Regions from separate parts of the Sus scrofa genome. Here all the other regions are linked to region 2. The links are chromatin contacts, called in public Hi-C and promoter capture Hi-C maps. All regions are on one chromosome and are shown on one strand. Each heading gives the region's core, a stretch centred on a gene start, on an enhancer-like site or on the middle of the called end of the contact. The rest is flanking DNA. Distances are from core to core; before and after follow the strand shown. Region 1 holds the start of GNPDA1 (glucosamine-6-phosphate deaminase 1). Region 2 has its middle 150 kb from the start of FGF1. Region 3 has its middle 51 kb from the start of NDFIP1.

The links. Promoter capture Hi-C pulls out the DNA fragments that hold promoters and counts their contacts. A called contact is a pair of places that touch in the nucleus more often than the background predicts.
Region 1: a promoter capture Hi-C map of liver shows a contact between it and region 2, with 7 times the contacts expected there. The contact joins the promoter of GNPDA1 here to the enhancer-like site in region 2. A contact is called at or near these places in 1 of 5 promoter capture datasets (liver) and 5 of 47 Hi-C or Micro-C datasets (embryonic fibroblasts, mesenteric adipose tissue, retroperitoneal adipose tissue and 2 more).
Region 3: a contact with region 2 is called in a Hi-C map of subcutaneous adipose tissue, with 4 times the contacts expected there. The contact joins two enhancer-like sites. A contact is called at or near these places in 1 of 5 promoter capture datasets (liver), 20 of 47 Hi-C or Micro-C datasets (alveolar macrophages, brain, embryonic fibroblasts and 12 more) and 1 of 2 datasets of contacts at active chromatin or transcription factors (skeletal muscle).

What each region holds. Positions count from the first base shown.
Region 1 is chr2:143,613,968-143,618,432 of Sscrofa11.1, reverse strand. It overlaps GNPDA1 (glucosamine-6-phosphate deaminase 1), which reads left to right and starts at 2,396. Exons shown (of 7, transcript NM_001244093.1): 1 at 2,396-2,441; 2 at 3,546-3,675. The coding sequence starts at 3,552. It overlaps LOC106509594 (a long non-coding RNA gene), which reads right to left. Exons shown (of 3, transcript XR_002341961.1): 2 at 2,984-3,067.
Region 2 is chr2:144,090,762-144,094,807 of Sscrofa11.1, reverse strand. No RefSeq gene overlaps it. Among named protein-coding and RNA genes, the nearest start is that of FGF1, 150 kb to the left of the region's middle. Within about 2 kb of position 2,042, at least 12 of the 83 cell types and tissues checked have an H3K27ac peak or open chromatin away from gene starts, as enhancers often do. A contact at or near this core is called in liver, retroperitoneal adipose tissue and subcutaneous adipose tissue, where this site is marked.
Region 3 is chr2:143,737,609-143,741,846 of Sscrofa11.1, reverse strand. No RefSeq gene overlaps it. Among named protein-coding and RNA genes, the nearest start is that of NDFIP1, 51 kb to the right of the region's middle. Within about 2 kb of position 2,831, at least 8 of the 83 cell types and tissues checked have an H3K27ac peak or open chromatin away from gene starts, as enhancers often do. A contact at or near this core is called in liver and subcutaneous adipose tissue, where this site is marked.

The DNA of each region.
Region 1 (4,465 bases), core at 1,147-3,646, 480 kb after region 2:
GTTATCATATGGCTTCCTCAGCTCTAGGCATCACATCTGCATTCAGGGCAGGAAGGAAAGAGGATGCGTAGACAAACTCACAGACGAAATATTGGGGGGGGGGAGAAGGAGAGCTCACAAGTCTTTAATTTAGCCAGCTTCAGTTCCAAAACAAGGGCTGGAAGGATGGGTGTGGGTCCCTGTTTAAAACCAGGCATGGGGTGGGCAGAGCACGAGGGCAAAGGTCAGGGTTGAGAGCATTTCGGGGTTAGAGGGCGAGCCCTAAGGAGGGGGAGAGGAAGTAAGGGCACCATGGCTAGCCATGAGTGCCACGCTTTGCTACGTCAGCCATTGCATTCCCCAGGGGATTGGTTGCAGGACCCCCAATACCAAAATCCACACATGCTCAAGTCTTTACACGAGAAATGACAATATTTGCACATAACCTACTTACACCCTCCCAAATACTTTTTTTTGTTTGTTTTTACTTTTTACGTTCACATCCACGGCATATGAGGGTCCCAGGCTAGGGGTCCAATCGGAGCTACAGCTGTCGGCTTACACCACAGCCACAGCAACACCAGATCCAAGCCGAGTTTGTGACCTACACCACAGCTCAGGGCAACACCGGATCCTTAACCCACTGAGTGAGGCCAAGGATCAAACCCGTATCTTCATGGATGCTAGTCAGATTCATTAACCACTGAGCCACGATGACAAATACGTTAAATAACCTCTAGATTTATTTATTTATTTTTTATCTTTTCTAGGGCCACACCCGTGGCATATGGAGGTTCCCAGGCTAGGGGTCCAATCGGAGCTGTAGCCACCGGCCTACACCAGAGCCACAGCAACGCGGGATCCGAGCCGCACCTGCAACCTACACCACAGCTCACTGAGCGAGGCCAGGGATCGAACTCACAACCTCATGGTTCCTAGTCGGATTCGTTAACCACTGAGCCACGACCGGGAACGCCTAGATTTCTTATAATACCTAATTCAATGTAAATGCTATGTAAACAGTTGCCAGGCTCACAGAAAATTCAAGCTTTGCTTTTTTGGAACTTTGGAAAGTATTTGGAAAAAACTTTCCATCCAAGGTTGGCTGAATGTATGCATTCTGAACCACAGATATGGAAGTGTTTCATTTAATACTCACAATAGCCACAGGAGGTCAGTATTACTTAATTTGTACTTAATTTCCAAGACAAGAAAATTGAGAGCTGGAGCAAGTGAATCCTTTGCTTGAGTCATTCACTGGAGAAGTGGATACTGGCTAGACCAGAATTCAAACCCAGGTGTTTTTCTTAGTCCCCAAGCTGACCCCAGAGCCTCCAGGCTTAACGGACATCTGCATTGGTTCCCTACAGAAAGGGTAACTGGGAACCAGGCCCAATTGAGGTCACATGAAGTCACTTTCTGGAAAGACTCCAACTGCTGCAGACCCAACCTGTGCTATCTGAAGCGTCAGGGGTGGGAACCTCACTGCAAAAATCTGCAATCCCCAGGCTGAGATGAGATTTCTGACTGAACTAAACACACACACCCACCCACCCCACCACCAACACCTGAGGCCAAAGAATGAGTCACTGCAAAAATCTGCAATCCTCAGGCTGAGATGAGATTTCTGACTGAATTACACACACACACACACCCCACCAACACCTGAGGCCAAAGAATGAGTCCCTCGAACTGTAAAAGTAATGGTCTCACCAGACAAAGCCCACTCTCTCAGGCTGGTCTGGAGCCACAAAGGGGCCCAGGAAGAGGGGTGAGCCGACCCACCAGACCTGCAGGATGTGGCCGCCAGCTGACTGCGACCAGCACACATAGTGTGTTCTCATTTCTGTAAAATACAATGCAAAGATACTCATGTAAAACCGCTGAGGATGTAGCCTCAACCCTTAGCAATGATTATTTTGCAGTGGGGAGTGCAGGAGACCAGGGGCTACCTTATTCTCCAGGTAATACTGCTGCAAAGATTGATTTTTTTAAAAAAAAGCAGAAAAAAATCCAATTATACTTAAAACGAAAAAGCAGTAACATCTGGATAAATAAATGACATCTAAAAATAAATAAATAAACTGAAGGCAGAGCCAAGCCCAACTCTAAAGGAAGCAATCTGCTCCCCTTCCCCGCCCCGCCCCGCCCCAGCCCTAAAACCCCGGCCCCAGCCCCCGGTCCTGCGGGGCTGCACTCCCGGGGGTACCCGGGGCCCCCAAGTCTCCGTCCTCCCCCAAAGCAGTCTCCAAGGCCCGCCCCCCAGGCTCTGCCTGGGCCCTGGCCCCTGAGCCGAGCCGGGGAGGAGGGCCCCCGGCCCGCCGGGCACAGGCCTCCTGGGAACCGCGGGCCCAGACTCGGCCCGCGGGCGGGCGCGGCATCGCGTGACCTGCAGCCACGTGACCTGCGCGGGGCGGGGCCGCCAGCGCCGTGTCGCCGCAGCCGCCGCGGGAGGCGTCCGCGTAAGTGGGGAGCCGGGTCCGCGGGGACCCTCCCCGCGGGCGGGGGGGGCCAGGCACTGCCCCAGCCTCTGGCGCCCTGGCGCCGGGACCCCCAGCGATCCGCGCAGACCCCTTCCCCGGGGGGTGGGGGCAATGGGCTCGCCAGCGGGGGGGGGGGGGAATACCCCTGTACCCCGCCGATCTGGCCACCTCCCCGCGGGCCTTCCCACTCTCATTTGACCGCAGGCAGCGGGGAACGAACGCCCTCCTTCCTGAGCCATTACCTTTAGCCTGTGCTCTTTGGGGGGAACTGGGGATCCGCAAAGCGAAGCAGGCCAGGGGGAACACCCCTCTGTGGTACTAAGAGCACCCCTCTCCGGGCCCCCACCTGCCCGAGTGATCCAGGGTGACCCCGTGGCCCTTCTGTTTATCGAGGAAGAGTCCACGGGTAGAGTATCCAGCCAGGTGGCTGTCGAGGGGCGGGGAAGGGGGCCTGGGTCGAGCCACAAGATAATTGTCAACATATTATGTGGTTTACATGCAATTTCTCATCTAATACTCACTATCGTGAAATTTGTCAGGTAGGTGCTCTTTTCAGTAAGATTTCGAAAACGGGCTCAGAGAATTTTGCTCCTTTAACCAAGGTCCTGCAGTTGATAAATGGAAGAACAGAGATTGGAAACCAGGTCTTGGAGTTCCTGTTGTGGCTCAGTGGTTAATGAATCCAACAAGGAACCATGAGGTTGCGGGTTCGATCTCTGGCCTCGCTCAGTGGGTTAAGGATCCGCCGTTGCCCCGAACTGTGGTGTAGGTCGCAGACATGGCTTGGATCCCTTGTTGCTGTGGCTGTGGTTTAGGCCGGCGGCTACTATAGTTCCAGTTAGACCCCTAGCCTGGGAACCTCCATGTGCTGAGGGTGCAGCCCTCTCAAAGCAGCACCTCGGAGTGGGTGGTGGAGGCATTTGGCCCAGCCTGTTAATGCTCCTGAACTGAAAGCGTCTTCCTCTTCCTGGCTCGGACCGCGTGGAGAGAGGGCGCTGCTGGGTGCCAGGACCTTCTCCCCTCCACCTAACCACCTCCACCCCCTTCTCCCTGCCCCTTATCTTTTGCCACCTGCCTCTGCAGAACAAGATGAAGCTCATCATCCTGGACCACTACTCCCAGGCCAGTGAGTGGGCGGCCAAATACATCAGGAACCGCATCATCCAGTTTAACCCAGGGCCAGACAAGTACTTCACGCTGGGGCTCCCCACCGGTGCGTTACTGGATGGGGAAGGGGTGGGCGTGGGCATCAGGGGCTTTTCAGGGGCCAGATAAGTAGGCTTCGTCAACCAGAGGTCTTTAAGGAGGGCTCTGAGGCGCTGGCCCTACGAGTGATCAACTTGCCTGTCCTCCGGACATACAAGACAGGGGAGCCAGCTTTCTCTCTGGGTTGGTTGTGTTGCTGCCTGGTTCTGAAGGGTCCTGGAGTAGAAGGGATCTTGGTTGGGCAGGAAAAGCTTTTTGATTTTTAGGCCATATCCGGGTGTTGCCTTTGTTCAGCCAAGTTTCCTGAACAAAATGAAATCCTAATACCCTCAGGCACACATTTTCTGTAATGAATCAATTGCCCTGCTCTGGCTCTAGAGCGCACCTCAGCATCACCCTTGGGAGAATTGAGAAGAGGGTCATTTAAAGCATCTCATGTGAGGCTTCACTCAACACAGGACCTAAGTGAAAAAAACAGTCCCCGTTTCTTTGGGGGGAAAGTCAGAATGTTGCCTTATGGGAAGCTATTTTGACCCCAGCTCATCGAGGCAAATGTTCTGATTCTTTCAGAAGTGCAGTGGGCTTGCCTCAGTGGCCCGTCCACCATGGCAGGCGTCTTCAAGCTTTTTCTGTTGACCGCCCAGTAGTAACTGTTTTACCCTTCACCGGCTGTGCAGCTTCTGTTTCAACTACTTAACGCTGCTCTTGTAGCTCAGAAGCAGCCATAGACAAACAAAAATGAGCGTGGCCATCTGCCAGTAGAACTTTTGAAGTTTGAGTTTATGTAACTTTCATGT
Region 2 (4,046 bases), core at 793-3,292:
GTGCTTGATGCTCTACGTTTGGGTTCAACTTGGGACTGAGAATTTTACACTCACTTGCCAAGGGGAGCAGTTCCCTGCAGCGGCTGCACTGATTCCAGCAAGCCTGGCACGCTGGGATGGCAGTAATTATACCTGGCACTTAGCAAATGCTCCCTGGATCCAGGCGCATCACCTGCCTAAACGCACAACAGCAGTACAACAGATACGAGACCCAGTGAGGTTCCATGACCTGCCGCAGAAAATTAGCCATAAGTGGCAGAGCAAGAATTTGAACCCAGGTAGCCTGTCTCCAAAGCCCCACACTCAAAATCCAGTTGAAAATATATGCTATGGGTATTTTTCACAAGAGCCACCAGAACCATTATTTTATATACGCATCTGGTGGGAAGAGGTTCTTAGTCAGACTCCTACCCAAACACAGGCGCTTCTTCTCCCTGTCCAGCCTCCATCCATCCATCCATCTAGTTCTTGCTTCTTTCCTTAGGTCTCTTAAGGATCAATGGTGTGAGCAGCACAGCAAGGTGCTAGGAAGTTACAAGACCCATTCCTGCTTCCAAAGACAACGAGAGGACACTGTTTACAGACTTAAGGTCTTCTCCTGGGCCTTGGAAGGATACTTCTAGGGCCAGTCTGGGTTTTCAAACCCTCGGGAGCAGGAACTTCTCCCAGCGCACACACCAGAGTCCTGGCACATTCTGACCTCTTGTCCACCAGGCCCATTTCAGAGGGGACCCTCTGCGACACACTGGGACACGTGTTCAAGGGGCCAGGGGCAATGGGGACAATCTGACTTTTTTCGCTCACAGGCTGAGAAAGTGCGGCTCTGAGGAGCTCCCCTAGGGCACCCGAGAGGAGTTCAGGGGAGCAGCGGCCAAGGGTCCTGACTCCACCAATCACTGGCTGTGTGACCCTGGGCAAGCTGCTTTGCCGTTCTGAGCCTGTCTTATACATTGAAGACTGTCGTGAGGATTCAATGACACAATGTGTTGGTTTCAAGGACAGCACTTTCTGGAACATGGTAAGCATTCGCAGAGCCCTGGCTCTGACCCTGCAGTCTGTGCTGGGTGCATGGGCAGCCACTCCTGTTCTGACAACCTCCTCTATTTCAGAACACTCCCGAGACGTCAGAAATTCTTTACCTCCTCCCTAGCTCAGTTTCATGATGCGCAAATCACATCTTTATGAAACCAGCCCTGACGACAGGATTATTTCCTTAGGTGTGGGGTCTCACATTTATTCATCATTTGCAAATGCTAAAATGCACCTTATGCACTGTAGATAAAAACCAGGCCCTGAGAGAGCTAGACTTTGAGTTCGGACTCCACCCCCGCCCCTAGAAAGTCACGCAACATCTCTGAACCTTCAACTCCTCATCTGTATAAACAGGGATAATAAACATAGTTCTCATCTCATCAGGTAACTATGAGGCTGGGATGAAAGAATCTAATTTGAGTTTGTGCCCGGCTTCAGGTAAGGACCCACTGAGAGTTATTTCTGTTGCTCTCCTGAAAATCGAGCAAGTAAAACCATCATTTTGGACTCCTAAGAGAACATGAACAATGCCCATGGTCTTTAGCAAGCAGCTGGAGTTAGGTTAAAGCAGAACATACGTGCCCATCGGCATAAATGGTGCTACCAGAAACACCGAGGAGAAGGTACCACTAAAAACCTCTTATTAATTCACTACAAATTTCCTTGCGATACAAACGTCTAATGGAGCAAAGAGAAGAACAGAACAGAAAGCACAGAACACAGAATTCGCTGCAAATTTCGCTGCAATACGAATGTCTAATGAAGCAAAGAGAAGAACAGAACGGGAAGCACAGAACACAGGTGGTAGAGGTTCCTAAAGGCTTGACATTTGCAGTGTGATGTCCTTGGTTCCGTAAAAGAAACTTCCAGTAGCTGACTTTTTAGGGGTGCGTGCCTTGAGCACCCCCTTCCCAGCAGATGCCGTTTCATGAACAGACTGCAGGTGACAGACATCAGCGCACCACGCCAAGACTCCTGGCCCAAGTAGGGTTCCGTTAGCCCTTCTGTTGTCTTGTACTTGTTTATAATGGTATTTCGTTTGCCTTTCATCCTTCATTCTTCACGTTCCTTACCTATACTAACTGCGAGATTTTATTTTCATTCACCCCCTTGCCCTGGCATCGTACACAAAGTATGCAAATAGGTTCTGGCTTCCTGACAAACCTTATCTGGAAATTCCAATGTCCAATATAAACTGATGTGCCAACAGTCCAGAGCACGGTTCAAATAAACAACAGAAGGGGCCAGGAGGGGGCAGTGATGGGGCAGAACTTGCCAGAGCGAGGTTATTATCCTGGATGACTCGGGAACAAACAGAAAACATTTGGATTTAGCCCAGGAGGGGGTGCTGCCTACTTCCAAGACAGCCTTGCTGAGAAGGCTGGGCAGGGGCTGTGCCCTGGACGGAGGCTGAGGTTTGGGCTTCTGAGCAGCCCTTTCACGGTGCAGGGGGGGCAAGGTTCCAACGGGCCGGGTCCTCTGATCCAAGGGACTCTGCGTCTACAGCAGACGGCAGGCAGGAGTCTGGGCAGGCAAATCTGCTCCTTGGTCCCAAGCAATTATCCAAGCGGCTTGCTGGGCACCAGACAATGTACAACAGATAACATGAGAAAAAAGTAAAACCATCGCCATATTCTAAGGCGGTTTTTTTTTTTTTTTTTGGTTTTTTTTTTAAGATCCCAAGAGGGGAAGTGTTAGATATAGCAGTGGGTGGTTAGAAATCACAGGATATTGAATGAGCCCTGAATTTGGACCTTTTCCTGCCCTTACATAAGGTGTCTTTCTATTTCCAACGAGCTTCAAAGTCCCTCCTGTCTTTGTGGTGGAATAACTTCTCTGCCGCTTGTGATCTCAAGGGCTGGCCTCTGTACTCCTAGCTGCATGCCCGCCCGCGTCTTTCTCCCCAGAGCTCCTCAGCTATCTCCCTCACCGCCTGAGAGCTCGCTAGACCCACACCTTAAAGCGATCATCATTGCTGGCATGTTCTCAGCGATAAGACCCAACTTTGGCTGGTGATGCGCTTTCAACACCCCACAGTATTGCACTGAAGCAGATCACCATCCACCTGCTTCTATGTCGTGCTTGCTCTGAACAGAAACCCACACTTACACAGGAACAGGAATAGAGAATAGGAAAGAAAGCAAATTGTTGTGGCTCCCAATGGGAAACTGAGTTCAAAAGGCAGCCTTGATCCTGTTGGGAGAGTATAAATGCCGAGGGCACGGCTTACGTATTTAACGCATTATTCCACCGAGTAAGTCCAAGTCTGTAATTCCTCCTGCAGATGCACTGGTCCATGTGCACACAGACAGACATACAAGCCAATCTGGTCAGCAACATTTATAATGGCAAAACTCTGAAACAAGCGTCCACTAACGGGAGACTGGTTAAACGAGTTATGGTCCATCTACTGTATACTATGCATCCGACAGAAGTCAATGTGGCGATATTTTGGAAAGATTTTTATAATTATTATTAAATTAAAAAAAATAAAGTACATAGCGTTTCCTGGTGGCTTAGCAGGTGAAGGATATGGCGTTGTTACCCCTGTGGCTCTGGATACCGCAGTGGCACGAGTTCGGTTCCTGGCCTGGGAACTTCTACATGCCACAGGTGCAGCCAAAATAGTCAATAATCAAATATACTACAGTGTATGTAAGAGGTTCCCATTTGTTATGTATATGTACATTTATGTATGAATATTTAAAAAAACGGGGGGGGCTCTATGCGTGGAGAAATTCTATAACAGTGTCCCCAAAGCTCTGGTGACTTTTGGGCAGTGGAACTGGGGATATGGGGCACATTTTCCTGTACAGAATCCTGTGCCCTTTGACTTTTTTATATGTGTTACTTCTGTAATAATAAAACCCAGCCTCTAGGAGTGATCAGTATCCCTCTCCCCTGCTTTTAGAAACGCTCTTGGCTTTATTCATTTATACCTAGAGTCCATGTGACGGAAACACACAAGTGAGGGAACCCTGGCGTATGATGGGACGCGGTCCTGTGGCTGCGGG
Region 3 (4,238 bases), core at 1,582-4,081, 350 kb after region 2:
GCCCTGTGTTCCTAACAGTTTTATGGGCAAGTCACTAATAAACTAAGTGCATAAATGCTCCACCATCTACTTAAAAAATAAGAACCGCTACTGGAGCTGACTTGCAGGACATATTTTCTGCAAGACACATTTATTTACCTTTCCTTCTAATAAAATATACCTGGCAATAAATAAAAGGCAGTAAAACATCCAGGGCTTGCTAGTAAAACTTGCCATGTTTTTCATGACAAATTTTTAGTATACTGCTTTTGGATGGATCACGTACTATGTGAAAACAAGCACCCAAGGAGGACACGACTGAAACTGGCACCAAGGCACAAACATCGTAATTTGTCGTGAGTACAGGGTCTGCGCTCAGACGACTTACAGTGCCCCCGCCCCCGGAAGACCAAATGGGGCTTTAAAACGGTCCACGCACTGCTAGCAGTCAGCCACTCATATAAAAACGCCACCGTAAAAGCTATTCATCTTTTTTTTTTTTTTTTTTTTTTTTTTTTTTTATAGTTTAAACCACAGCCCAGTGAATCAGTTCATCACACTCTTACATAAATGTTACAGTGGGGGGAAAAGCGTCTTTCGCATTTCAGACATTTTTTTTCTTTTCTTCCTTCGTCTTCATTGTTTTAAGAACACCTCTCAAGAAGCTATCCAGCCACTTTGTGGAGACAAAACCATATGTACAGAAAAGTGACTCGGATAAAGGAGGAATTAAAAAAAAAAAAAAAAACCTGTAGTCACTCTTCAGATTTATTCTTCAGCTGAGGCCAATCCTCCTTTACGGGGGCTCCTGGCAATTCGCTGGCCGTCTTATCCTGGGGTGTCGGGAGGATTCGAGCAGCAGCCAAGAACCAAAGGAACCGATCTGCTCTCTCTTCCCTCGGCCTCTCCCAAGTCAGACTTCCTTCCCCCCAGGCCCTTCCCACCCACCTCATCTTTCTTTCCTCCTCCCTCGGTTCCTTAGGAAAAGGATTCTTACAGCTAACGTGAGGGAATGACATCTAAATAAAATTCCTTCCTGACATACAAAGGTTGAAGATGACTTCAGACTCTAGAAGGGGCTTTTGTGGTTCCTCATTTGGGGATTCGGACAAAGCACAACGTTTTGGGTTACTGGATTTTTTTTCTAATGTAGTAGCAGGTCATCCGCCGCCCGAATTAGGTTTACGGTACAGACATGCTCCCTTCCCTCCCGCGGCCTACGGAGGGCAGGGCTCGCAGAAGGGCCCCACAGCCAAGGGAGCGGCAGACGTGGCATCTGCCAAACGAACTGCCACGGACAGTCTGCCACGGACGTGGGCCACATACACACCTCTAGAGCTCCTGGGGACCTGAGGGGCCTGCTAATCCACTCCTTTTCCTTTACCCTTAAACCGCTGCAAGCAGAGGAAGAGCTACCCTATATATATATTTTTATTTTATTTTTTGCTTTTTAGGGCTGCACCCACGGCATATGGAGGTTCCCAGGCTAGGGGTCGAATCGGAGCTGTAGCTGCTGGTCTATACCACCCCCACAGCAATGCGGGATCCGAGCCGCGTCTGTGACCTACACCACAGCTCACGGCAACGCCGGATCCTTCACCCACTGAGCGAGGCCAGGGATCGAACCCGCAACCTCATGGTTCCGAGTCGGATTCGTTAACCACTGTGCCACGACGGGAACTCCTGTTTTTAAAGGCCTCCAAGGAAGAGTCCACAATCCCTCTTAGCCAAGCAAATACTTAGAAATTACTCTCCTCGTGGCTCTGCAGACACATTCCTTTCCGTGGTCTTACCATAAAAAGAATATGGTAGCATGCGCTTTGAGAAGCCCTACATGGAAACAAAATAGTTCTTAATTTTATCCAACTATTGATTATATATTGATAAGTTATTATTAATTTAATAATAAAATCATAAAACATAAAATTATAAAAATATAAAAATAAAACAAATATGAATTTTATTAATTTAATAAAATCATTAATTTTATTATTAATTTTATCCAACTAAAATGTGTCATTAATGTTATCCAGCTAGCAATTAACTCTTCATCTGAAGTAGGTAAACCTGCTCTGTAGCTGTCTTCTCTGGAAAGTGAAGGTCTGAGAGGAGTACTTACCCATGACCCTTCTCTGGAAGCTCTGGGGAACTGCTGCAGGAACCCGATGTGACCAATTATAATCCCACAGGACGGGTACTAGGAAAATGCCCATGAGGGAGTTCCCTGGTGGCTCAGTGGGTTTAGGATCCAGTGTTGTCACCGCTATGGCTCGAGGTCAGTCCCCGGCCTGGGAACTTCTGCATGCAGCCCCCACAAAAGGGAACAACATAAGTCTGGTTTCAACACCTAGATCTAGAGACGGCCTTAAGGCCAAAAGGAGTTGGGAGACCTACATACAGATGAACCCCCCCACCCCCGACAAATGCGGCCAGAGGAAAGACATGTACAACTACCCCCAAGAAGGCTTTCTCACACACATGACCGTGGGGGCACGGACTGCAGGTCTGAGAGTCACCGAGCCAAGCCTAGAAAAAAGCGGACTGCTAACTTTGCTTTCTCTTGCCCACCAATGCCCACTATTTAAAAGAACTCTAGAGAAACAAATAATGCCAGCAGTTACAGGTAGGAAAAGCACTGATCTTGCTTAGTAATATGCCTGCAACCCCAGTTAAAATACAAACTGGAAATACATCATGAATATAATCCTCACTGTCGATAATCAGAGGAAAAAACCAGCACACTCGAACGGCCAGAAAGACCTCTCCCCCCAGCGACTGCCAAATACAGCCTGAGAAACGTCCTGTCCAGACAGACATGGAATCAGGAAGCAACCGGCAAAATTCTTTCGAAAACCTCACTGAGGGCACATTTTAGGCTGACTCTAGTGCAAATGCCAAGAAGGCTGCTTCGTCAAGTGTAACTGGAGCCGAGCTACGATAATAGGTTGGCTCCCGTCCCCTCCGCCCAGCTCAGGAAGTTCGGGCTTCAAGGGGGGACGGCGCTCTCGGCAAAAGGGACCCCAACCAGCAAGGTGAAAACTGGGTGCAGCTCCGGAGGAACTTCAGGAGACAGTCAGGCGGCTTTCAGAGGCAAAGGCAGCACTTCCTCAGTTCTGCAGTTGAGCTGACAATGCTTCGGGGCGAGAAGTCACCCTCTCTATTTGAGGGTGGGTGTTTTGTTTTGTTTTGAAGCTCTTGACGGACCGGGTGAAGCTTCCAGACCAGTAATGAACAGCAATGAATACCATCTTCCCAGCGGTCCAAGATTTGTCTTTGTAAGACTTAAGGAAACCACTTTTCTCAGTTTTGGTGTTTAGAAACCTGCCGTCACACAAGGATTAGGACGTTGGTGAAGCATTTCAATTCTCACATAAATGACAAAAATGAATCCCTTTTAGAGCAGGAGGAGCAGCGCACTCTCTCCCGCAGCCACATCTCCGTTTCTGCCCTGGATGAAATCCTGCCCCAAATGCAAGAGGATTCTCTATGCTTCGTAGACTCTAGAGTCAGGTTTAAAAGACTTGCACTTACGTTTATATTGTAGTCGCGTTGCCACGTGAATTAAAACTCTCAAAATCGGAAAGCAAGGCTCTTTTGGCAGAGAAAAAAAGACTTTTAAGCAAAAACGGGGATCCAAACAAAACTTGAGTGATACATCTAGTCTACAAATGACAAATTAGCCCCTATAACGAGAGGGCTGAGCTGATCAAAATGCCACGCAGCAGATGGGACGCTTTCAAATGGCCCGACAGGGCAACTGTCCCCAGGAAGATGCCCTCCACTCAGATGGTCTGAAGAGCAGTCTTTCCAGGTCATAGACTTGTAGGCAAGAGAATGGACTGGGTTCTAAAAGAACCTCTTTTTATTTTATTTTTTTTGCTTTTTAAGGCCACACCCGAGGCACATGGAGGTTCCCAGGCTAGAGGTCGAATTGGAGCTGTAGCCACTGGCCTACACCACAGCCACAGCAGCGAGGGATCCGAGCTGCATCTTCGACCTACACCACAGCTCACGGCAACACTGGATCCCTAACCCACTGAGCGAGGCCAGGGATCGAACCTGCATCCTCATGGATCCTAGTCGTGTTTGTTCCCGAGAGCCTCTTTTTAGAATGATCTAGAATCCGTTTCTGGAGCTCTCTTTTCCTCCAGAAAAGTTTCTACTCTCAACCTGCACTTACCTTCACGTTCAAGAATTCCTGGCGCAGCTGAGACGCCCCCCACTTTAGCAGCAGAGCCTGTGGGGAACCTGAAGTTCCC